Linked DNA regions of Mus musculus: all the other regions are linked to region 1. The links are chromatin contacts, called in public HiChIP or PLAC-seq maps. All regions are on one chromosome and are shown on one strand. Each heading gives the region's core, a stretch centred on a gene start, on an enhancer-like site or on the middle of the called end of the contact. The rest is flanking DNA. Distances are from core to core; before and after follow the strand shown. Region 1 holds the start of Cplx1 (complexin 1). Region 2 holds the start of Pgam5 (phosphoglycerate mutase family member 5). Region 3 holds the start of Ankle2 (ankyrin repeat and LEM domain containing 2).

Region 1 (3,239 bases), core at 411-2,910:
TGCGTGAGGTCAGAAGTGGTCATGCAGCCATGTGTTTTCGTGCCACTGCAGTGGTGGAGACATGTCTCTCTGAGTATCAGGTGTCTGTGTATCGCTGGAGGCCCAAACCCATGCGCCCCCCCCCTTGCCCACCTCCTACCTCCCAGGGCTTGTTTCATCACGAACTCCATGGTGATGGCTTGGTTCCTCAGGAGCCACTCCCGGGGTCAGATTTCACATTCAAGTGTGGTCAGGGTCTTCTGCCTAGAGAGAGTAGGTGGTCATAGGTACCCTGACCAACCTTTCCTGAGACCCTCATCTACTCCTTGCTCTCCTCTCCACTATCCCAAGAGTCTAGGGTGAGAGGCTTTGTTCCCACACCCAGACCAGGATGGCAGGGTTCAGAGCCCAGCCAAACCAACAGTTATCTTGCTTCTTCTGGGGTTTCTGAAGGAAGCTTTTAGATGCCACTGCAGCTCACAACCTGGGGCCACCAGTTACTGGAGACTGGCGCCAGCCTCCTCAAGCGGGGGTGGAGCCCAGGGGGCATTTGAAGGTCAATGCTCCGCTGTAGCACCCAGGTTCTGGCTGCTCAGCCTCCTTGGCAGTTTTGGAGCTGTGGGGCAGGGGTCCCTCTGGGGAAGAATTGGAGAGACAAGTCCATGAATGTCCCTCAGGAAAGGTCCTTATGACTTCTGACTAGTCTCAACTATATCTGTCTCTAGAGAGACTCTGGAGGCCCACAGCAGAACTGGCCCTGGATGGAGTCCCCGTCTTCCAGTGGGAGGGGAAACAGATGACCCACTCCTGCTTCTGCATGGGGTAGGGCAACCCAAGTCAGAATGCCCAGCGTGGACTAAAGTGCCAGCAGCATTTAGAAAGGTGCTTTCTGTAATGCCAACAGCTGCAAAGACATCCCTCTTTGTAGAGTCTTTCCTATCAGGGAACCTGGTCCTGAGGGATCCAGTGTTTCACAGGTTTCTCTCTGCGGAATGAGACCCGAAGGGGTGCCAGGCAGGAAGAGTGTCCGAGAAGCTAGGGGTTCAGGGATGCCTTTGCAGCAAAGCCAATTGCCTTCTAAACTTCTCTCTGTTTCCGGGAATCGGGGGATGGGGGCTCCGCAGGGCCAGCTGTAGAGAGGCTAGGACGCTGCGGAGATTCCGCAAAGACCAAGGCATCCCGTTCTCTCGCGGCCGCCGCACCCTTTGCTTTGCTGGGCGAGGTGCCCGACCGGAGCACGGCCTCAGGCCGGAGCGCGCCAGGGAAAGAAGAAAGAAAGAAAGAAAGAAAAAAGATGCCTATGGGAAAGGGAATCAAGGGCCGTTTCAGCACCTCACGATGGACAGCGCCTTTCAGGCTGAGCAACCTTGGGTCTGAAAGACAAGGAACCAAGAGTAGGGGAACCTAGGATATGGGTAGGAGACCCACGGCTAGAAAGCGGGGATCCAGAAAGGGAAGCCCAGGAGTCGGGAAGAAAACTGGGCTGGGAAGGGGAAAGGAGGGAGCCGGTTAAGGTCGGACTGGCTGCTAGGGCGCCGGTTACCTTCCAAGGTGGACGATCAACAGCAGCGCGCTCTCAGGCCGGCGGGGTCCATGTGGCGCTCTGTGCTGCTGCGGCGGCTGAAGGACACCGCGAGGAGGGCGCGTCACTCAGAGGCGCCCCCGCCCGCGTCCCGCATGACGAGGAGGGCGGGGCTCGGCGGAGGTAGGGGGGGCAGCCGCGCCCCCGGTTCCCAGATCCTGGCCTGGCGCGCGCGACAGCTGCATTAGGGGCCCCTCTTTGGCCTGGGCCACTCTCTCCACACCGGCTTGGAGACCCTCCTGAAGTCCTACTGAAGCGCCCTCCTGAAACGCTGGGAGAATGCAGGGATGGGGTCACCATCCCTAATCTACCAACCACGTTTGCTCCTGACCGGGTTTCTTTGCTCTTTGCTGGCAGGGCGGGAGAAGGCGAGCACAGCCCGAGACCCCCGATCGAGCAAGATAGGCCCACACATCCAGGCTTCTCCGGTGTGCAGAGCCGCCAAATGTGGCTTTGGTGGGATAGAAACCCCAGTCAGTCAGGGACGCCTGAAGGTCACTGCGGACATGGATGGGCGGGGGCTCCTGGGAGACAGCCACAGCCCCGCCTCTAGGCCGCCCCTTCCCCTGGCACCGGGATTTCAACTCTGCGGCAGCTGCACTGCAGAGCCCAGTGGCCACAAGGTTGGCCTGGTATCCCTGCAGTTATCCTGGGGGGCTTCTGTGAGGCAATCGTCTTCGCAGAAGTCAGAGCATGTGGGGACACCTAAGCTGTTTTTTATTCTGGCTAGCCAGGTGGTAATTCCTGACCCGCAGAGTCTAGTGCTGATGGCCATTGCTTTAACTGTTAATGTTCCTCCTGGCTGAGTCATTCTTAAGGATTAGGTTGTTCTTGACCTTCACCCAATTCAGTGAAACTTCTTGCCTCATGAGTATTCCCCCTTCACCAACATTCCAAAGCTGCCCCAGGGTGCTTGGTGGCTTGAATTCGAGGGCTAGGGGTGGGGAGTAAGGGAGGGTCCATTCCAGACTTGCTTTTATCAGTTTTTGTTCCTTTGACCTAGCAGATTCAAAGTAGAAGAGACCAGGAACGGAGCTGGAGTGGAGACAAGAAGAGAAAGTGTTAAGCCCCACACCTTCTGCCCTGACTTCAGCCTGGGGCCCTGGAGTTAAGGATACTGTCTGATCCCACTGGTGAAGTGCCTGCACTGCACACAGGCATATGCCTAGGAGGAGAGGATCATTTAGGAAGTTGGGCATGACTCACATCAGACACAGAAGAGTTAAGTCTCCCAGTGCCCTTCCTACTGGCACTGTCCATCTCAGTTCACCCACCACACTCATGGTAAGGTTGGTTGATGCCCAGAGCCTTGTTCAGGCCCAGGACTGATGTCCTGTGGAATGGGGTCACCTGCACACAGATGTGCCCAGTCTGGCTCATTCTGTGTTTTCGGAGTCTATAGTAGCTAGCAAAAGCAAGGGCCACAGCAAGACAGACTCATTACTTCTCACCTGCTTTTCTTCTCCCCGCCACGCCACCAGATGGACCTGACCTTCTGTCAGCAATCCCATAGAAGACCCTGGGTTAACCTCTTGAGACAAAGCAGGCCAACCTAATCCATTCATAGTCCTGAGCCCAGCTGAGATTATTAGAGGCAAAGGACCCTAGGACTAGTGGGCTTCCACTTTTACTTCCTCTGTCTCTGGCTGTCTCTGCCTTCCTGTGTCTACCTTTGTCT
Region 2 (3,239 bases), core at 259-2,758, 1.7 Mb after region 1:
AAGCTAGATGCCTAGGTTATCTGTAAATACTTCATTATCATGAACATCCACAGAGTTTGATATGTTCAGGGATCATGGACCCAATCCCCCACCATACAGAGGGATTACTATAATTAATTTTAAATCAAATAAAAATAGAGCTCTTTTCTAAGTCACACTAAACACACTTTAAGTGTTGAGCAGTCACTGGGGTAGTGGCCATCACAATGTTGAGGACTGTAGTTAGTGGAGTGGACGTAGGAGCCGAAGAAACTGAAGCTACTCAGTTAAATGTAGGAGGCAGGAATAGGACAAGTCAGAGCTGCCCAAATTAACACAATGGTGGAAGAGGAAGGTCTGGAAAGGGTGGTGGTGGCGGCTCAAGCATGATCTGAGCAGGCTAACCTGGGGTGTTAGTCCCATATACAGACCAGGCCAAAGTCTTGCTGCAGCTACAGGGCCGTGTGTGGGGCTGGACCAGACAAAATTTGGAGACGACTGTCAGAGAGGAAGGCATACCAGAAAGAAACCAAGTGGATATGCCCCTTTTAGTCCCTTCCGGCACTTGTTGATCCATCTGTCATGCATCCTTCCCCACCTAACAAGGCCACTGTACCAATCCATCCACGTAAGCAGACACAGCAAGCAAATATGAAACATTTAAAATCAGGTCATTTCTTTTTTCTTTCTTTCTTTTTTTTTTTTTTTTTTTTTTGAGACAAGGTGTTTCTATATAGCCCAGAATTCAGAGTTCTGCCTGCCTCTGACTCCCAGTGCTGGGATTAAAGCTGCATGCCACTCGCTATACATGCCACTGTACCCGGCTTCCATGGGTAACCCAACCCTTGGCTCTACTTCACGCACGGGTTCTCTGGCCTCTGAAGGGATAGCATGCTTGCAGTCCCAATCTTCCCCAAGCTGCAGGAGGAGAATTTGTGAGGCAAACCTGGCTGTCTATCAAGACCCTGACTCTGAGTAAGACTTAATCCTTTGGAATTTCAGGCCCACAGAGGATGGTGGTCCTGGGACAAAGACCTGGTGCACTGTCTCTGAACAAGGACTCTTCGAGTATGGGGTCCGGGCGGTTAGAGGTCCCTCAGAGAGACGGGTGGCCCAGGCGCGAAGACCTTCGGGAGGTGCGCCATCCAGGCACTGCCACCGATTCACACAAACTCAAGACCCACTAGCACGCAGCGTCCCCTTCCCTTCAGAGCACCGATCTCCGCCATCCCGGGATGGAGGTGAGGAAGCAGGGCCGAGCCCAAACCTCCCGTCCCCGCACCTGTCCCAGTTGGTGTCCCAGACGCCGCGCCCGGCTCGCGCTCCTGTCCAGGCCGGCGGCTCGGTCGCGCGCGTGTCTGCATCCCCGCCACCTCGCGGCTTCCCTACCGCGACCGCCGAGAAGAGAACAGCGGCCGAGCCACCGGCCAGACCACAGGCCGCCAGCTGAAGCGCCTGCCGGAAAGCCATGCCGCAAATCGCGCGACCTGACGGCGGGACGCCAGGAGCAGACTTCCGCTTCCGGCTGGTGGAAGTCCCGCCCCTTCCCCCCCCCCCGACGAATCAGGAAACGCGGCCCAGGGCGCCACCTGCCGGTGGTCGCAGGGTAGCAGGCGCAGATGCCTGCCCTTTAGTGGGTGGAAATCAGGCACTGGGGTTTATTTATTTATTTTATTTTATTTTTTTGGTTTTTCGAGACAGGGTTTCTCAGTGTAGCCCTGGCTGTCCTGGAACTCACTCTGTAGACCAGGCTGGCCTCGAACTCAGAAATCTGCCTGCAGGCACTGGGTTTATATGAATTGAAAAACCTCAAGTTTGGCACTTCAATTTGAAGTTTTTATGTTTTCATTTGTAATCTTTAAGTGTATGCATACTCTCAACTTTCACCTCCTGAATTCTTTCCATTTTTTTCCCTAAGAACCTTCTTCATTCAACTATCAACCCTCCATTCCCCACCCCTAGTCCCTGGCACCTACCATCGCGCCTCCAAGTTTTACCGCTCTAGTTGCTTTTGACCAATTGACCGGGTCCTTCTGTGTAGGAAAGGTGTCCACCTGCTCTTCCAGGGCCATTGTACCCAAGGCCTAGGGACTAGACTGGCAGGCCCACGGACTTACAGCTCCAGGCTTGGGCTTTAACTACCAAGCGGCCCAGCACTTGGCAGCTGTTATAATTTTCATCTTTGAGCAACAATGAACAGCAGCAGGCATTTGGTAATATTACTGCTCCTGAATGAACCTCTAACCTCAGACATTCTCAGAACCCTTGGCCTTCCACAATGGCTAAGGCGGTCCTTTGGCTAGACAGCTCCCTAAAAGTCTTAGCAACAGGATCTGTTTTTTCCACAGCCTTCTTTCACCTCAGCTCTCTATTCTCTCTAGCCTCAGCCTTTTGGTGTTCCTAGCTCAGCCTACCCTACTATTGATAAAAATAAATTAAATTTTTTTTACAAAAACCCTCTAAGGCCTGACATACCAAAAAAAAAAAGGATACAGAGGCTGTATTTCACACTGACTGAAACGTGAGTTTCAGTCGGCTTATATATAAAGAGAAAAGGGTGTTATGGCAAGGGTCTTAGCCCCAATCCTGGCAGTCCTTCATGCACGTTTGAATCAATCGCAGGTTTTCTGCAGAGCCACCAAGGGAGAGCCTCCCCCTGGCCTGGATGAGACGATTGCAAGGTCATCAGAGTTCACTACCATGCTGTCTTGCTCAGTGTCGGTGGAGGCTGTCTGGACAGATCATGACTGGAGCAAGTCTTCCACGGAGGTTCTGGTGGCCCATATGACTGCAGAGGTGTCTGCCCAGTGAGCCCCAATATCTAAACTGGCTGCCAGGAGGGCAGTGTGGCTAGTTGTCCTTAAGAGGCTGCTTTCCTGACAGGACCTCAGCCAGGCACCAGAGCAGGACCTGTTAGATGCTTTAATCTTTCACAGGAAGCATCAATAGGGTGTGTGTAACAAAAATCTGTAACAAAATTACAGTATAGTTCTTTTTTTTTTATTTTATTTTGTTTTGTTTTTTTGAGACAGGGTTTCTCTGTGTAGCCCTGGCTGTCCTGGAACTCACTTTGTAGACCAGGCTGGCCTTGAACTCAGAAATCCGCCTGCCTCTGCCTCCCGAGTGCTGGGATCAATGGTGTGCGACACCACGCCCAGCTACAGAATAGTTCTTCTTTAACAGTGCTTCCTTACTGCCTCTTTGTCCCACAGGGATGTAGGTCTCCCTGATTTGTATTCTAGGTACCTTAAATTATTTGG
Region 3 (3,239 bases), core at 384-2,883, 1.7 Mb after region 1:
GTAGACCAGGCTGGCCTCGAACTCAGATATCTGCCTGCCTCTGCCTCCCGAGTGCTGGGATTAAAGGCGTGCGCCACCACGCCCGGCAAGTCTTTGGTTTTGAAACAGGCTGGTCTTGAACTCAAGATCCTCAGCTGCCTAGGTTTCAAGTAAATGTTTTAGTTATAACACACAGATCTAACAGTCTTAATGAACAATGGTTATTTATTTATTAAAAGATTTATTCATTTTATGTATGAAAGTACACCATTGCTGTCTTCAGACACACCAGAAGAGGGCATCAGAACCCATTACAGATGGTTGTGAGCCACCATATGGTTGCTGGGAATTGAACTCAGGACCTCTGGAAGAGCAGTCAGTGATCTTAACCGCTGAGCCATCTTTTCAGCCCCCCACCCCACATGGTCTCTTTAAATAAACACAATTATGAAGCAAAAGACAAAACATTAAAAGTTGTTCTCCACTGCTCTATGACATATTCCTGTACCTGTTTCTTTAAGGAATTAATACTACTTTACCCATCTGCCTATAATTAAATTTAACTTATTTATCTTGGTTTTTTTGAGACAAGGTTTTGCTACTTAGTCTTGGATGCCTCTTGGGCTGGATCTATAGACCAGGGTGGCCTCGAACACAGATATCCACATGCTTCTGTCTGGAATTAAAGATGTGCACCACCACGCCCAGCTAAATACTGAAATACATCTAAATTAGCTTTCTAATCCTGGGGCTATAAAAATAACTGGAAATTCATCTTAGCATTTCTCAAGTCATCTAGTTTGGCTTCCCTGAGACTGTTCTGAGGAGTAAGTAACATCTTTAACTGAAGATATGACCTGAAGGGTATGTATATCTGACTCTTGGCTGGTAACCTGTAAATTGAACGTGTCGGGGCCTCCACTCAGGCCTTTTTAGGCCATTCCTCAGGCCACCCTCTCCGGATAGTGAGAATTGGTCTTACCAAGTTCTCACTGGCAGGAGGTAGGATACACATTTGAACAGAACAGGCCTCCATCCTCCACTCTGCCTTCTAAAGACCACTCAGAGTACATGTGAGAAGCCTCTACACCATCACGGGCTTCCATAGCTCATGATCTGTGGGCAGAAATTAATGTGACATGCTTGTAATCACATTTCTGCGAGCTCAAGGAGGCAGATCTCCAGCATAAGGCCAGTTTGGGGATATATAGTTAAGACTCAAAAAAGAAAAACAAAGGTTAGAAAAGGACTTCAAAAATTAAAATCAGCAGCCTGGCATGGTGGCTCACATCTTTAATCCCAGTGCTAGGTAGGCTTTCGCGTTATCCGTCGGAATGGTATAGGCATTCTGCCTGTATTCCAGAGAAAATCTTCATTAACAACAGGAGGCAGAGCTGGGCTTTCTGGCCGCCGTATTCATCCTCAGCCCCTATCAGTCAAGCACTATGGCCCCAGCTCTGCTGGCTTCGGGATGACACACAGTCTGGGTGACCCAGGAGCCCGCTCGCGCTCTCCAGCAGCGACAACTCGGGGCGGCGCACCTGAAGAGCGAGCCGCGCCAGGCAGCGCGCCGAGTCCGACTCAGGACCCCGACCAAGCTGCCCGCGCCACTGCCGGGCTGCGCTCGCGTTAATCAGGACCCCGGGCTGCCTCCGGAGCCGCCTGAGGCTGCGTTCCGGGCCGCGTTCTAGCCTGATCGTTGGGAAACGGGACGGCCCGCACTGCGCGCGCAGCCCGCCTGGTCTAACCACGGCCGGGCGGAGGAGGAGGCTTGGGGCAGGCGCGACTCCCGTGGCGAGGCGAGCGGTCTTCTGAGGGCCGGAGGCGGGAGCGACGCGGGCTGCATTTGCAGCGGCCGCGCTCAAGGCCTCGGCGCCGGCGGTGGCGATGCTGTGGCAGCGGCTGGCTGTGGTGGAGTGGGCGGCCCTGGCCTGGGAGCTCCTGGGCGCCTCGGTGCTGTTCATCGCCGTGCGCTGGCTGGTCCGCCGGCTAGAGAAGCGGCCGCGGGACCTGAACCGTTGCGGGACGCTCTCCTCTCCGCCCAGCGCGTCTGAAGCGGTGGCCGCACAGCCAGGTAAGGCAGCGTCAGTCGTGGGAGGAAAACCTCACTCTCCACGCCCCCTGGATACGGTAAGACCCTATCGCGGATATTTTGGAAACTTTTGATGAGAACCCACAGCCCTGTTAGCACTTCTTCTCTCCACCTCTCTAAACTGTAATCCCATGTTTACGAGGTATGTGTTTTGTTTTTGTTTTGTTTTTTAAGATTTCTTTAGAATTTTTTAAATTTATTTTTAAGATTTACTTATTTTATGTCTATGAGTATACACTGTAGCTGTGCAGATAGTTGTGAGCCTTCATCTGGTTGTTGGGAATTGAATTTAGGACCTCTGTTCGCTCGGGTCAACCCTGCTCGCTCACTCCGATCGGCCCCCCGCCCAAAGATTTATTTATTGTTATAAATAAGTACACTGTAGCTGTCTTCAGACGCACCAGAAGAGGGCGTCAGGTCTCTTGTTGTGAGCTACCATGTGGTTGTGAGATTTGAACTCAGGACCTTCGGAAAGAGCAGTCGGTGTGCTCTTTCACCAGCCCGAGGTATGTGTTCGTATGAAGCCACTTTTCACTAACGCTCACTTTCTCCTAAATCTAGTTCTTAGTGGAAGATGAAAAGTAATTCTTCTAGAAGGAAAATGACATTTTAAGCCATTAACTCAACTTTAGAACTTTAGAGATAACCCAACCCTAACAAGATCTTACGGGTAACAGAGGCTCCATTTGCTACTATGAACTTAAACACAATTTCATTTTTTAATTACTTAGGGCTGGGTATAAAACTCAAGGCGTGGCACATCTTGACAAGTCTTCTACCACTGACATACATATCAACCCTTTCTTAGCAGTCGTTGGTTTCTTGGGGGTTTTGTTTTCGTGTTTTTGTTTTTGTTTGTTTGTTTTTTGCTTAAGAAATGGGAACAGGAAGGTCAGGGTAATGCTGGTTATTTTTACATGGCCGTGGAGAAATGAAATGTTTGTGTTGTGACAACAGGGCCAATGCTTGTCTTTTGGGTTTTACATTCTCTTGACCCCGCTAAGAAAATAGCATGGTCTTATTGCAACTTGATGTGCCAGGGCTGGTTGATGGGGTGGAGAGGAACTGAGAGGAGAGGGAGGGCAAACTTTGGTCAGGATGTAAAACAAACAGTTGAGTGTTAAAAAAGGAAGTGGCACCGAAAGAGACTAGTCTCCGACTTGGAAAT

What was found. HiChIP or PLAC-seq counts read pairs in DNA pulled down with a chosen protein or histone mark.
Region 2: a contact with region 1 is called in an H3K4me3 HiChIP or PLAC-seq map of embryonic forebrain, with 12 times the contacts expected there. The contact joins the promoter of Pgam5 here to the promoter of Cplx1 in region 1. A contact is called at or near these places in 4 of 39 promoter capture datasets (cranial neural crest, liver, maxillary cranial neural crest and 1 more) and 1 of 115 datasets of contacts at active chromatin or transcription factors (embryonic forebrain).
Region 3: a contact with region 1 is called in an H3K4me3 HiChIP or PLAC-seq map of forebrain, with 23 times the contacts expected there. The contact joins the promoter of Ankle2 here to the promoter of Cplx1 in region 1. A contact is called at or near these places in 4 of 39 promoter capture datasets (cranial neural crest, frontonasal cranial neural crest, hippocampal neurons and 1 more), 4 of 115 datasets of contacts at active chromatin or transcription factors (SST interneurons, astrocytes, forebrain and 1 more) and 1 of 9 other capture datasets (adipose tissue).

What each region holds. Positions count from the first base shown.
Region 1 is chr5:108,548,367-108,551,605 of GRCm38.p6, forward strand. It overlaps Cplx1 (complexin 1), which reads right to left and starts at 1,661. Exons shown (of 4, transcript NM_007756.3): 1 at 1,523-1,661; 2 at 140-243. The coding sequence starts at 170.
Region 2 is chr5:110,268,391-110,271,629 of GRCm38.p6, forward strand. It overlaps Pgam5 (phosphoglycerate mutase family member 5), which reads right to left and starts at 1,509. Exons shown (of 6, transcript NM_001163538.1): 1 at 1,262-1,509. The coding sequence starts at 1,449.
Region 3 is chr5:110,229,371-110,232,609 of GRCm38.p6, forward strand. It overlaps Ankle2 (ankyrin repeat and LEM domain containing 2), which reads left to right and starts at 1,634. Exons shown (of 13, transcript NM_001253814.1): 1 at 1,634-2,053. The coding sequence starts at 1,867.